2 separate regions of the Sus scrofa genome follow, and region 2 is linked to region 1. The links are chromatin contacts, called in public HiChIP or PLAC-seq maps. All regions are on one chromosome and are shown on one strand. Each heading gives the region's core, a stretch centred on a gene start, on an enhancer-like site or on the middle of the called end of the contact. The rest is flanking DNA. Distances are from core to core; before and after follow the strand shown.

The links. HiChIP or PLAC-seq counts read pairs in DNA pulled down with a chosen protein or histone mark.
Region 2: a contact with region 1 is called in an H3K27ac HiChIP or PLAC-seq map of alveolar macrophages. The contact joins the promoter of CHMP3 here to the promoter of RMND5A in region 1. A contact is called at or near these places in 1 of 5 promoter capture datasets (liver), 10 of 47 Hi-C or Micro-C datasets (alveolar macrophages, fetal skeletal muscle, heart right ventricle and 3 more) and 2 of 2 datasets of contacts at active chromatin or transcription factors (alveolar macrophages and skeletal muscle).

Annotation. Positions count from the first base shown.
Region 1 is chr3:58,095,384-58,098,349 of Sscrofa11.1, reverse strand. RMND5A (protein RMD5 homolog A) reads left to right here and starts at 1,498. Exons shown (of 9, transcript XM_021087278.1): 1 at 1,498-2,270. The coding sequence starts at 2,129. LOC110259986 (a long non-coding RNA gene) reads right to left here and starts at 1,365. Exons shown (of 4, transcript XR_002342541.1): 1 at 1,188-1,365; 2 at 1-12.
Region 2 is chr3:58,205,357-58,208,322 of Sscrofa11.1, reverse strand. It overlaps CHMP3 (charged multivesicular body protein 3), which reads right to left and starts at 1,402. Exons shown (of 6, transcript XM_003354734.4): 1 at 1,170-1,402. The coding sequence starts at 1,214.

The DNA of each region.
Region 1 (2,966 bases), core at 249-2,748:
AATCAGGGCCACCTGTCAAGGGAGAGAGGAGAAAGGAAAACAGGTTAGGTGGGGAAGAGAAAGGCCATGTGTAAGAGCAACAGTGCGGCTGCCCTTGAGTATCACGGAGAACTAAATAAAACGACTAGGTAGGTGCTGGACCAACGTGATTCCATGATTTTTAAGTTGCCATCTCATATTTACTCCTGGGAACTGACACTAGTAGCAACCACCACTGTTTATCATGTAGTTATCATGTGCTACTGGGTGTTTACCTAAATTATCTTCATTTTCCTAACAATAGATCGAAGTATTATTAGTTCTAATTATTACCAAACTATAAAAAGAGACACTGAGGCTCAAAAAGGTTTTACCTTAATAATAATAATAATAAAAAGACCAGGTACTATGTTGCCAATCACTGTTCTGGGCACAGAAAACAGAGGCCAGGGGGCTGCCTTAGCGCTTTATTGAAGGAGTGCAGACAGAAAAGTGAATGAAAATAACTGAAACAGATAACAAGTGGTGAGAAAATAGTAAAACGGCTATGATTGACCATAATAAATATGGTGTAGTAATGGAGGAGGGAATGTGGTCAGGGGGGGACCCTCTGTGGTACAAGTGAGCCGAAAATTTTAGGATGACACGATGGAAGAGTTTTCTAGTCCAAAGAAAGGCTAAGTACAGAGGTCCTGAGGCAAGCATCAACTTGGCTTCTAGGAGGAACGCTAAGCTAAGGTCGGGGCAGTCACAGCTTAGTGAGCAAGTAGGTACAGGCCAAGGTAGGAGGCGCCATGGCAAGTCAGGGGAAGGATTCACGCGAAGGGGGTAACTCCATCGGAAGCAATGGAATAACGAGCCGAAGAGGCAGGAGCCAGGCTGCCCCGAGGTCCGACGCAAGTTTCCCTTCCGTGATGCTGCCCCCGGGGTGAGGCAACCCGTCAGGAGAGTCCCAGGGGCCAAAGGGCCGAGGCCCGCGGGGGTGGGGGTGGAGGTGTAAGGCTTGTGACCTCCCGGTGTAGCGAGAATCGAGGCAGGATCGCGGGCCACGCCCGGCCAACAAGCAGCCCCCTTCTCCCACCTCAGAATCCCCCTCTTCTTATTCCAGTTAGCGACCCCCGCCCGCAGCACCACCCACTCCGCTCGGCCTGGCTGGATTTTTCCTCGGGGCGGCGAGTCTGCTTTCCAAAACTTGGAGAAGACAGTACCCTCAGGAATGACAGGGAGATGAAATAACTCAGGGCTGGGGCGAAGTCCTATGGGAAATAGGCCTTTTTATTTCTGCCTTGTTTTCCCTCACGGCTTTCCAGAAACGACTTGCTTCCCAGGATGCTCTCCAAATCACCCCCTCCAACAGCGAGACTATTGGTTTGGCCTCTAGTCCCAGATTGGCTGAAGGATTAGGCCTCGGCCAGGGATTGGAGGACGTTCGTTCCTTACGTATTCTCGGCGCTTATTGGTTCGTTTTCTCCGTTTCTGGGCGGAGTGGTGACGGGCGGTTTCCACCCTCTTGTTTACGGAGCGCGTAGTTGTAGCGCTCTCGGAGCTCTGGGGCTGGCTCCAAAGTTCCCTATTTAGCTCCTCGGCCCAATTGGATCTTTGCTCCGCCCTCTCCCGCTCCCTTGCACGCCTCCCGCGTGGTAGGGCCCACACCTTTAGAGCGGCGGCGCGAGCGGACGCTCGTCACGTTCCTCCGCCCGCGCTCGCCGGCCGCCTCCCCCCGCCACGAGCGTGCGCTTGGTACGGCCCCCGCCGCCTCCATCCCTCGCTGGGGTGGCTGCCCCCCCTCGGGTCGGCGGCGCTTGGTGCCGCCCGGGAGAACCAGGTCATCGGTCGGTTCCCGTGAAAACAAAAACAATCGGCGGCGCCGCGTCGGACAGCGAACGCGGCGAGCGGGGGCTCGGGGCCGGGTGGGAAGAACGAGCGGGAGCAGCGGCGACGCGCCGGGGTCGGGGCGCCATGGGGCAGGCGGGCGCGGGCTGCGCGGAGCTCCCTCGGCGCCGGGGCTAGCGCGTCCGCCTCTTCAGTCTCCCGTGCCGCCCGCTTGGGGGACGAGGAGCAGGACGCGGCCTCGGCCGGGCCCGGGCCGAACGGCTGCGGACACCCGGGCGCTGGGCAGCCGAGCGCCGCTGCCGCCACCGCCTCCGGGATGGATCAGTGCGTGACGGTGGAGCGCGAGCTGGAGAAGGTGCTGCACAAGTTCTCGGGCTACGGGCAGCTGTGCGAGCGCGGCCTGGAGGAGCTTATCGACTACACGGGCGGCCTCAAGCACGAGATCCTGCAGAGCCACGGTAGGGCGGCCCGGGTGGGCGCGCGGGGCCAGGCCTCGGCGGGCCAGGAAGGGTGGCCTCCGGGGGCCTCGGCTCCTCCTTCCCTGCGGCCCTTTTGGCTTTTTCCTGCTTCTCTCTCCGGTTTTGTCTCCAACTTACCCCGACCTCGTTGTTAATTAAGAGTGAGCCCGAACCCACCCGGAAAACCAATTCTGAAGCCTGGGGCTCCAGCCCAGGTTAAACGGGGGTGGGGCCGTCCGTCGCACCTGCAAACTGCCGCCCTCCCGGGCTGGGCTCCCCTGGTCAGTTGCCTTGGGCATAAGGCTCTGGGTAAACAGAGAGTCAGTGCAGGGAGCCCCCTCTTTCTTCTCTGCCCCAAACTCTTAGCGCAGAGACTTACTTTTCTCGTCTTTCCTTTTCTTTCTTTTTCTTTTTTTTTTTAAATTAGAAAGTTGAGTGTTATTCTTAGCTGTGGGTTAACAGAACAGCCGCTTCTGCAACTCCATAATTTAACTCTGTGTGGAAGCAGTTTTTCTTTAATTCGGCAGCGGCACTGACTTGATTGCTAGGAAACTAGCTGAACCAAACTGTTCAGCTCTCCTCCTGGAGCCAGTGATGAGACGGAGGAACTCTCCAGAAACACATTGTGGCACAAGTTGGTAGTTAACTTGCTTACCTGGTCAAGTTTTTAACTTGTTTTCCTTTCAGAAAACAGAT
Region 2 (2,966 bases), core at 153-2,652, 110 kb before region 1:
ACTACCAACAATGCCCTATCTTTAACCCACTGAGCAACCAGGGAACTCCACATTGGTTTTTAAAATCTGCCTGCCAGAGCTGAACAAGTGAGATCACTTCTTCAAAGATTTTAGGCTTTTTTTCCATTATGTATAAGTCTAACCTGGGTACTGTAAAGCTTCTGACACTTTAACATAAATATTTACCACTGGCGCTCTTGTCAGAATTAACGTTATGATTCAATAGATCTTAGACAGGAACCAAGATTTTTTTAACAAGCTGCCAGGTGATGCTGATGCTGCTGATGCTGTTGGTCTGCACTTTAGAGGGTTGTAGAATATATAATTTATCCTAACTAGCACCAGTAGCTAAAACTTATCATGCTTTCGCCTTCAGTGAGTCCGAAGTGATACTATTATATTCCTGCTTGATATCCAAGACTGAGGCACACAGAGATGAAATTTCCTTAGATCACAAAGCTGATTATGTGGAGAACCAGGATTCAAAGTTAGGCACACTGCCTCTGCAGGGCACTCTCAACCGCTCCACAGTATCCCGACGTGATCTCAGCTGACAGGCAGATTCAGAACTCTAAGCCAGGTCCAGAGTTATTATCTTCGGTACCACTCTTCGAAGTGGGGTCTGGGCTATGACTGTGCGGTTGGTGTCAACATAACGTTGTTGGGAAGCGGAATGAGAACCAGAGCCTACCTCTCAACACGCCGCACTGTGTGGGGAAAGGGCGGCAAGCGCCTATACCGCTCCGTGATCGGGAAGGGGGTCCTCGAGGACAGCTCACCTGCTACGGGCAGGTACGCCCATGCCCGTGGGCGGACTGAGGGGGGCGGGGCCTGCGCCCGGGATAGGTTCCGGGAGGGACGTACCAACGCCGGCAGAGGAAGGGGTTCCAGAGGCCAGGACGGCGCTGCTGCCTCCGCGCCCCGTGCCGAGCCTGCATAACTCTTAACCTAGCCCTCGGCTCCTCTGCGGAGCGCTGTGGTACAGAGGTTTTCTTTCGCCACAACTGGCTCCTAAGAGACTTCCTCCGGCCCCTCGACCGAGTGGGAGGCCCCGGAAATGGGGGCCGAGCGGTACCTGGCCAGCCGCGGGGAAAGAAGGTCCAGTCCACCACCAACTCCACTGAGCCCTTACAAACCCACCCACTCAGTGCCGCCGCCGTAGCCCTTACCAGCTCTTTGGGCGGCTTCTCTTGGGTTTTACCAAACAGCCCCATGGTGAACTGAACTCGTCTTGCCCCTTCCGGCTCTCCGTTCCCTGCGCCCAGGCAGGTCACGGGCAGCCGCCTGGGCGGGGCGGGTTAGGGAAGAGGAGGCTGGACGCCCGGAGTCGGGAGCGGCCGCTGGGGTCCTGGTGCGCATGCGCCGAACTCATGCGCAGATTTAGGTCGGCGGAGTCAACGCTGAAAGATTGACGCGATTGCGCACTTGCTGGGAGGGGATTTGCTGACCCACGTGACGAGTTAGCTGTGTTTTCTTAGGCCTGGGAGGTGATTCCTCCGAAAGATGCGATTTTATTGACTGCACCTGGTGATTACAGCTGCGTTGCTCGCGCTGTATTGTTGCGCCGGAATTCTTTATCTTTACCAACAAGGTACTTTTACAACCACTTTCCGAACAGCTTCACCCTTCTGTCCCGTAGGTACCTTACTTGTAGCAAGGCAGCAGTGACCTCTTCTTCCTCCCGCCGGACCTTCTCCTTCCCTATGTTGTCTCTGCCATCACTAAGTCACTAAACCTGGGTATCATCTCTTCTCCACCTCTTACCAGGTCCCAACAACTGTAACTTTTTTTTTTTTTTTTAACTCCAGCCTTCTAATGCCAAATGTCACAGCTTTGTGCAGGCCATCGCCATTTCCAACGTGGATGATTCCTACCAGCCATTTGTGTGTGTGCTTGTGTGGTCCTTCAATCCACGCAGACCATAACCTTAATCAAATTCTCAAAGGAATCTGTGACGAAAAAGGACTGGTCGCATTTTACTGGGCAGCCTGATTGAACCAACAATTACTTCCTTTGCTGATGGTGAAGCATCCACTCATTTAGTGCCTCAACCCCAACTCCCATCTCTGGTGGGAATGGAAAATGATACAACCATTCTGAAAATATTTTAGCAAGTTGTTTAAATAATAAACGTTTATCTCAAGCCATTCCACAGCCAGCTATTTATCCAAGAGGGGGGGGAAACACGTCCTTACAGAGACTTATACAAGTATCCTTATTTGTAATTGCCAAGAAATGGAAGTAATCCAAATGTCCATCTCAACAGGAGAATGGATAAAATAATTGTGCTAGATCCGTACAGTGGAATACTACTTGACAATAAAAAAAGAAACTGTTGATACATGCAACAGCATGGGTGAATCTCAGAATAATTTTGCTGAGTGAAAGAAGCCCCCCCAAAAAAGTGTACATTCTGTATGATTTCATTTATGTGACGTTTTACTAAATGCAAACTAATCTATAATGGCAGAAAGTAGATTATTGGTTGTTAGGAGACAGGGGTTGGTTTCCCAAGAGGTGGCAAAGAGGGATTACAAAGAGACATAAGGAAAATTTGGGGGGTGATGGATAATATGTTGTTTGTGGGGGTGGTTTCACACATATATGCAATATCAAAAATTGGACACTTTAACATAGAAGCAACCTAAATGTCGAACAGAATAGATAAAGAAGATGTGGGGTGTGCATGCATATGTGTACACACACACACACACACACACACACAAAATGGAGTACTACTCAGCCATAAAAAAAGAATAAAATAATGCCATTTACAATAACATGGTTTGACCTAGAGATTATCATAGTAAGTGAAGTAAATCAGACAAAGACAAATATTATGTGATATCACTTATATGTTGAATCTAAAAAAGTGATAGAAATGAACTTAGTTACAAAATAGAAATAGATTCACAGGCAGAAAACAAACTTATGGTTACCAAAGGGAAAAGGCAGGGAGGGATAAA